Regions from separate parts of the Mus musculus genome. Here all the other regions are linked to region 2. Evidence: chromatin contacts called from public Hi-C data. All regions are on one chromosome and are shown on one strand. Each heading gives the region's core, a stretch centred on a gene start, on an enhancer-like site or on the middle of the called end of the contact. The rest is flanking DNA. Distances are from core to core; before and after follow the strand shown. Region 1 holds the start of Erbb4 (erb-b2 receptor tyrosine kinase 4). Region 2 overlaps Erbb4 (erb-b2 receptor tyrosine kinase 4). Region 3 overlaps Erbb4 (erb-b2 receptor tyrosine kinase 4).

The links. A called contact is a pair of places that touch in the nucleus more often than the background predicts.
Region 1: a Hi-C map of cerebellum shows a contact between it and region 2, with 2.0 times the contacts expected there. The contact joins the promoter of Erbb4 here to the enhancer-like site in region 2. A contact is called at or near these places in 2 of 39 promoter capture datasets (both in liver), 3 of 484 Hi-C or Micro-C datasets (cerebellar granule neurons and cerebellum) and 7 of 115 datasets of contacts at active chromatin or transcription factors (cardiomyocytes, embryonic midbrain, hepatocytes and 3 more).
Region 3: a Hi-C map of cerebellum shows a contact between it and region 2, with 2.0 times the contacts expected there. The contact joins two enhancer-like sites. A contact is called at or near these places in 4 of 484 Hi-C or Micro-C datasets (the AML12 cell line, cerebellar granule neurons and cerebellum).

What each region holds. Positions count from the first base shown.
Region 1 is chr1:69,106,681-69,109,380 of GRCm38.p6, reverse strand. Erbb4 (erb-b2 receptor tyrosine kinase 4) reads left to right here and starts at 1,322. Exons shown (of 27, transcript NM_010154.2): 1 at 1,322-1,706. The coding sequence starts at 1,625.
Region 2 is chr1:68,885,724-68,888,423 of GRCm38.p6, reverse strand. The region is part of intron 1 of Erbb4 (erb-b2 receptor tyrosine kinase 4); the gene reads left to right. Among named protein-coding and RNA genes, the nearest start is that of Gm51744, 70 kb to the left of the region's middle. Within about 2 kb of position 1,438, at least 7 of the 459 cell types and tissues checked have an H3K27ac peak or open chromatin away from gene starts, as enhancers often do. A contact at or near this core is called in cerebellum and neural tube, where this site is marked.
Region 3 is chr1:68,747,792-68,750,491 of GRCm38.p6, reverse strand. The region is part of intron 1 of Erbb4 (erb-b2 receptor tyrosine kinase 4); the gene reads left to right. Among named protein-coding and RNA genes, the nearest start is that of Gm51744, 210 kb to the left of the region's middle. Within about 2 kb of position 1,276, at least 7 of the 459 cell types and tissues checked have an H3K27ac peak or open chromatin away from gene starts, as enhancers often do. A contact at or near this core is called in cerebellum, where this site is marked.

The sequences.
Region 1 (2,700 bases), core at 73-2,572, 220 kb before region 2:
GTGGCCTCTCAGACTACAGTAATCCCTTCCAGGGCATTTTAGACTTAGAGAAACTTAGTCGTACAGCGGTTGATGACCTTGGAAGCACACACCCTGCAAAGAGGGCAAGTGCAGGGCCTCAAGCTGGCCCTGCTATGGCGTGGCCCTAACGGCTCGAAGGTCAGCTAAGATCTCACCTCCTAAACACCTTCAGACCGAACAGCACAGACGAGAGAGTTTGCATAATTTCAGAATCAAAGAATGTGGTTTCACAAATATGGATTTTTAAGTTTGGCCCAATGTCATCTTGGGAAGGTGGGAGAGATGGCTTATTTGGAAAAAAAAAACTATTGGAAGATTTCATCTTACCTGCGAGGCTACCAGCTACCTACAATATCCATTCTAAAGTACTAAGTATGCTAAGTATGGAATATTCTGGGTGATGGCGAGGGACAAAGATATTTTATTCCCAAAGCAACGTTGACTTTCTATTTCTAGGGAAGGTTCTGTGTATGGACTGACACCTTGGAGCAATAAAGAAAATGCCCTGTTCTTGTGTCAAAAAATTCGTTCAGCAAGCATTCCTTCTGGTGGACTGACTACTCAGCGGGCCAGCTGTCCAGGGCCTCTGCCGGGGCAGCCCCAAGGGGAGCGTTTCAGACAGTGGTCTCCACTGAGCTTCTCAGATCCTGCTTCCCCAAGCTCCTACCATGACCCTGCTGCTCCCACTGTCTGACAGGTGTTTTTCCAACTCTAGAGGCAGAGGATTTTGGGGAGTGTCTGAGCCAATAAGATTTCTCCTTAGGGGGAGGGCGTGGCTACATGGGTCAGAGCAGGGGCGGGGCTTGCGCAGCGGAGGAAAGCCTGGCTGGTTGTGTGGAGGGTTGTTTGATTCCCACCCCCCACTCCCCTCTTTTTTTTCTTTCTTTTCTTTTCTTTTCTTTTTCAAAAATCTTTCTTCTGACTCTTATTAATTTCTCTGTGGGGCTGCGGCTGGAGACCGCGGAGCGTTGGAAATGACGTTCGGAGCTTTAATTACTGCAATGGCTGGACAAGTGTGAGGAAAGCTGACAGTGGAAAAAAAGGGGGACAGGATCGGGGAGAAGCAAAGAAGCAACACCCCCTCCTTTTCCCTCCAGATTTGGACAGGAGGTGCAAGGAGACTGAAGAGAGAGCTGAACATAGCCCGGTTTTGGGGGGAGAGGCCGGAACCCCGCCGCCTCTTTGCAATCAACTTTTTTTGGAAGCCTTTATTCCCTCTTTCTTTTTATTGTTGACCAACCAGTGAGGAGAGCGAGCGAGCGAGCGAGAAAGTGAGGAGGGAACGAGCGAGCGGAGGATCACTCCGGGAACTAGCTGTACGTTGTGCTCGGAGCACCAGCCGCACAGTCGCGCTCACTCCCACCCGCGCGCCCTCCTCCGCGGCCCCTTGCCGGGTCCGCGGGTCCACGGGTCCTGGAAGCCGCCGCCGTCGCCGACTGGCTCTCCGGCCCCGGGAAGCCCGTGCACCAAGCGCGCCGCGCCCGCCCCCCTTGCGCCCCCCACGCGCTCCCGGCTGAGGGGGGGAGATCTCCTCCGCGTGCTCGCAAGTGGCTATGGTATTTGGACATGTAATTGTCAGCGCGGGATCTGAGACTTGCCAAAAATGAAGCTGGCGACGGGACTCTGGGTCTGGGGGAGCCTTCTGATGGCAGCGGGGACCGTCCAGCCCAGCGCTTCTCAGTCAGGTGGGTCGCGGTCTCGCGGTTCCCGGTCGCGCTCCAGCTGTTGAACCCGCCACTGCCTCCGGTGTTTCCCTTCTCCCTCGCCCCTCTGTCACCCTTAGGCTCCAGGGACCCTAGGGACCGGGCTTCTGCCTTGGGTCGCCCCTAGCTCCATCCCAAACTTACCTTTGTGTGTGCGTGCGTGTGTTTTTAATTGATGCTACAAATGACTTCGCTTTCCTGCCACCCTCTATATTATTGTCCCCCCTCTCGCCCTCTCTTTAGCCCCCTTCTTTCTTTCTCGCGCGTTTTCTGGGAGCCTAAGCGGGATCGCTTCTGGTGGCGCCCGTTGTTCGGGGCGTGGGAGACCTGAGCCCGTCAGTGGAGGTTCCCTCCTTCTCGAGCTGGGAAGGGGGGGGGGGGGAATCAAACCAAACCGGAGAATCGCTGCACCTCTTCGGGCTGCCAGGAGGTTCCTGAGCTGAGCCTGGCTGGCCTTCCCCGGGGTGCAGGGCTGCGGCGGAGCGCGGCCGGGGAGCCGGGCTTGGCACCTGAGCATGCTGGCGCAGGGTCCCTGGCCCGAGTCTCCAGTAGCCTGCGGGGTCACACCGGACGCCCAGCCCTATCCGGGCAGCTGGAGCGCACCGGGTGCGCGCCTCGGCCGGGGGCCAGGGACTCTGGGCCTTCTTAGTTGGCATCTCTAGGCTGTCTTGAGATTGACTTGGGGCGAGAAAGAGGGTGTGTGTGTGTGTGTGTGTTGGGCGTGCGACTCTTCAGCCAGCATGATCTCTCTCTCTCTCTCTCTCTCTCTCTCTCTCTCTCTCTCTCTCTCTCTCTCTCTCTCTCTCTCTCTCTCTCTCTCTCTCTCTCTAAAAGAGCCTGGCATACTGAGTCCAGAGCTCGGCCTTCCCTCCCCATGCTGGACTTGGCTCTGGGAAGAGTTCTTCCAGTAGTGCAACTTGGGGTTGGCCTAAACTTCTGTTTACTGCCCTGCCGGGCTGCAGAGCTCGCGGGTGGC
Region 2 (2,700 bases), core at 189-2,688:
TATGTATCATAAGTGCTGTGAATTCAAGATCAGTGTAATATCTAGTAAGTAATACAATATTTATAGTCTTCCAATATTTCTTCTTCAATTTGTATTTATCATTTTTGAAATGAAATGATATGTTCACTTCACGTCTGTTATTTCTCTCTAAAGTGCTTGAGTCTTTTACTTGTCTAGCATTTATGATCCAATTAATTATAATTACTTTTGCTTTAAGATATGTTACTCACTCCATAATTGATGTTTTTATTTTAAAGTTTTCATTAATATTTTAAAATGTCATTTTGGATCAGTATAGAAATAATAAATCAATTCCAATTATAGTTTAGTCTTAATTCTGACAAAATATACTTTTATATCTTACATTCTATATTATTAAAAGAATAAACATATTTATTTTATAATCATAAATGGATGTTATATTGCCTTTCTTATATAACAGTATTCATTTCTAGAGATATTTGCATTTTTACTTAGCAGAGGTCCTATGTTTTAATCTAGTTATTCATTAAAATAAACAGATAAGTTGACTTTAGACTCTAAAGTTATGTTTCACTAAATAAGGTTTTCAGAAAATTTTAACTTCAAAAGAAATTACCAGGCATTGAATGAACAATTCCTGGTATGACAAGAATTATCTTTTTTGCTAAGTAATTATCATGCTAAAGGCTATCATGTCCTACTGTATTCTGGTAGTGTTGAAGCCATGGAGGAAAGCTTAAATTGAGGAGGAGGAGCCAGAAGTAGTTACTTCAAGGTTAAGGGGTTTGAATATGAAGATTGTGTGTATGTGTGTGTGTGTGTGTGTGCGTGTGTGTGTATGCATGTGTTGTATGTATTTATGTGTGTATGTTTGTGTGAATGAGTAAGGTTGTATTTGTGGCATGTGTCTGAGTGTTCATTTACAACTATGTCCACATAGATTTGTAACTTTTCGTTCAGGACAAAGTGATTCACAAAATTATTTTTTTGTTTTAGGTTTTAAAGGCAACATTCATGTAATTTAGGTTCTAGGAATTCTGCTACCACTGTGCAATCAGATAATATTTTTCCCTTCAAAATTTTACTATTTTTATTATTAGTTTATTATTACTGTGATTTTATGTTAATTTCTTAATGTTATAGTTTGCTGTTATAGGTGCTTGGTACTGCTTGTAATGTTTTATTACAGTATTGATCTTTTAAGGGCTTTATTATGTCAATAGCTATATTTAAAAAGCAAAAAAAGCCACCCATGCATTGAAGACATCAATATATCAGACTTTTAATTGACAACTTGCAAAGCCTGCTTGTGATTTATAGCTCGATTACAAACTCCTACTTTCTGCTCTGCCAATGGAATTGGCAATATTTTTTTTCAGCCCAGATGGTGCATTAGCCTTGGCCAGCTGGTTCTCCCCATGTTGCCTCATCGCAGAGCCATGCAGCTAATATTGCCACGTATGACCCAGATCAGGAGGTAACATGGCAAGGGCTTCAAGCTCAGCTTTGCCCTCAGGACATATGGAAGTGATTCTGAATGAGATTCATGTATCCAAAATTTGACACTCTCTCCAGTCCCCTACAGTCATTTGCTTTCCTGACATGACTAAAAACAGTTTACAGAACGCAGAGAACTAAACTTTTTATATATGGGGTTTTAAAGGTTGGCTGTAATTACTGTCTCCAGTTCTCATGTTTCAATTCATTTATTAATCTTACAAAGACTATCTAAAAGCCTAGGTCCAATTAAATACTTTTAAATTTAAAATGTATATTAGGAAGTTCTTAATACTCTAAGTACAGTTTTGATAGAATCCAGGCAGTAATGGAAAGAGCTAATTTTGACAAATTTCAAAAGTCATACAACATTTGCTAGAGTAATTGATGATAGTTAGGAGCGGTTGTAGTCTGTAGATGGAAGAGGAATTTGTATATGCAATTTGAATGACATTACTCCAATTTTGTCTTTTAAGATAATGAATAATATTAAAGGAAATAGGATGGGAAAACAAAGTAAAACACTATTTATTTAAAAAAAATATTCTTTGAATTTTTATTAGATTTGTGGGATAAGAATGGAAGCCAGACTCTTCACTGTTAATATACATATGGTTTTCTCCCTGCAAAAGTTTCTGTTCTAAGTATATGAATCAATGATCTATAGCATGCTATGCATATTATATCCAATGCTCAGTTTTTCTCCTGGATTAAATTGGGTAATAAACCTTGTATTAGCTTCATATTTGTATATTTGCAATAAAGTAAAAATGGAATACTCATGATCCCATTGGAAATGTACTTTTCCTTTTATTTGGTTTATTCTAGTTTTGCAGTACCATAACAATAGATGTTGTCCTTTCCATATTTATTCATTAACATACTTATTTCTGTAGAAGAAGAATAACTTTCTGTTTTCAGAATACAGTTAGTTCATAGTTTCTAGAAGAACTAATGAGGAAAAATACCTTTTAGGATTTGGGTCAGATTCTTCACTCTGTAAACGTATATACCCACATGTGTACTACATTTCAATGTCATGCATAGACATTGTATAAAATACATTTCCTCCACTCAAATGGTTTTACTATTAACTGAAAATATGTCTTTTTAATATATATGTTAATGTAAAATTTACCTCCCAAAATTTACATAAGGTTTTGGAAAATGATTTAGAACTATTGAATTATTAATACCTATGTTAAAAGATATACAATGGGG
Region 3 (2,700 bases), core at 27-2,526, 140 kb after region 2:
AGGCAAAACGCCATGGAGTCCCCCCTCGTCTGCTGAGTTCACTTCACTGTCAGTGTTTGTACTGATTGGAAGAGGTGTTACTTACTTACGACCACATCACCCAGAATAAGCAACCTTGCCTCATATGCATGCATCTTAGATGGATGGCCTTGACTTTGGGTAAACTAAGATTTCTACTTTTAATTAGGCAAGTTCATCCTCTGCAAATGGATCCAGAACTAGAATGGGCACAAAATACAGCCACAATGTGTTGGCTGGAGCCTGTATCTCGGCTTGGGATTATTTCATCTAGCAACATGGTATATTACTGACTTGTAGAAAGCCACCTTTTAAACGTATACAATCCTGTTTTAGTTTCTTACAGAAAGAGGGGCATGGGTTTTTTAATTAATATGTTTAGGAGCACACAAATGGATTCTTCAACACCAAATTGTCAGTCCTGAAAACATGCATACAAGTAATGATAGAGATCTCCATAACTATATCATATCTATATAATGATATAGACTGAGCAGGTTATATATATATATATATATATATACACACATATATATACACATATACATACATACACATATACATACATATATTTATCTACATATACATGTATATATTTTATAGGTGTATATAAATAATGTATATACATGTACAGACATATATGCATATATACATTTTCAACAACAATGTAAGAAGAGAACATGAATTTGAAATAAAAAGCAAGGTACACAGGAGCATTTGAGGGAGGAAGATGAAAGAGGAGAAGTTGTAACCATACTATAATATCAAAAAATAAAAGAAATATTTTTAAGTTGCATGTTTTTCTCTTGCTTTTTCTTGTGTTTCCTGTCAGTGTTGAGTCTGAATATCTTTAGAACCTGCGTATGAGTTGCTATGCAAATAAACATTTATCTAATTCAAAGAATGAAAAGGAAATATTGCCTGACACTAATGCAAGCGACATGGTACAGTGTATTCTTAATGAATGTTGTTATTGATGCTTAAGATAGAAGCCTTAGAATGTGAGCATAGCAACATATTAAAAACATTAAATCTATATTTCTTTCATTTATTTCTAACAGAACAAAAAGTCTCCCAAGCTGCCACTTTAATTACAGTGGATGGCAAAGGTCTCTCAGTGAAGAGGCAGCACGATCAGGCTAGTTTTTATTACACACAGGGGGATGGTTGAAGGCTGGATGATCTAGGGAAGAAAGATGTTTGCTAATGTTTACATACTTAGCTCCCACTGGCACTCCCCCAGCTTGGAGGCTTGCACTGCCCCTCTGATTCTGAGAAAGTGCATCCAGATTCACAGCAAGACTTCAAGGAGCACCAGATGATGGGGCAGATGGCAGATGACTAATTTGGCAAGCCTTGATGAGTGGAAATTGTTTGCTTTAATTGCTTGTCAAGTCCAGTACCTACATTAAAGTTAAGAGCCTAGCACTTGCACAGAAAACACAATACTACAATGTAAATTAGGTCTGTGTTTTAGAGGAGGGCAGCCATAAGGAAAGGATCAAGGATGAACTCTGAAGAGATGATGGGAAGTTAATATTACTATTTAAACTGATATAGGTGACAAATATTATTTCCAATAATTGAATCATCACTATTAGCTTTTCTATCTTTAAAATATAAAATTTTGTAAAATGTAAATGGACAAATATATTTGAAGTCAGGAAGACAACTAAAGTGTGTTAACATCAGTATGTGCAACCCTATTATTAATAGTTGATGTTTCATATCATACATTTAAACTCATCTCTAATTCATTAAATGTTACAAAGCTAGTGATTGAAACATAAAATGGCCAACAGACACATTAGAAAGATTAACATTTGTGTTAGGAAAACTCGGTTAGGCTAGAAGATTAAAGACGCATCACCCAGAGGTTGGAGCAATACCTCAATGCTTATTGAGATCATTTGATTATGAAGAGCAAAGTTAGGATTCCAGCCTTCACATCTGGATCAGCCTGTAGCTCCAGCTTTGGGGATACAACACCATCTTCTGGCCTCCCAGGATACCTTGATATATGTGTAATACACATGCACACATGAGTGTACATTCACTCACAAGCACACACACACACACACACACACACACACACACACACACAGAGAGAGAGAGAGAGAGAGAGAGAGAGAGACAGACAGACAGAGAGACAGAGAGAGACAGAGAGACAGAGACAGAGACAGAGAGACAGAGAGACAGAGACAGAGGGAAATATTAAAAAAAAACCTGCATGCATAGCTCAGTAAATAAGTCTCTCTCCCTCTCCCTCTCCCTCTCCCTCTCCCCTCCCCTCCCCTCCCCTTCCCTCCCCTTCCCTCTCCTCTCCTCTCCCCCCTCTCCCCCCTCTCTCTCATGTGCAAATGTTTTGAAAGTCTTTTATTATGAAATAAGGTGTAAAATTCTTTGAGACCATGTTAAGAAGGTCTGTGATTAGAGAACAAGAATTTTGTTTTAGTAGAAAGATGACGAGGATAGTTTATTTTAAAGAGTATATTGTTCCCTGTATGGAGAAGTGAAGGATGAATTTTAGAATCATAGAGAAACTCTAGATATCAGTTAGGCTGCAGTCTAAGTGCAGAACAGAGAGAGACGCAGCTTGGGTCAAATGACCACAGTAGCCGAGGTAACAGATTTGGCCGTATTCAATGATATGTTTGAACGAGCTGATGAAGCTTACCATAT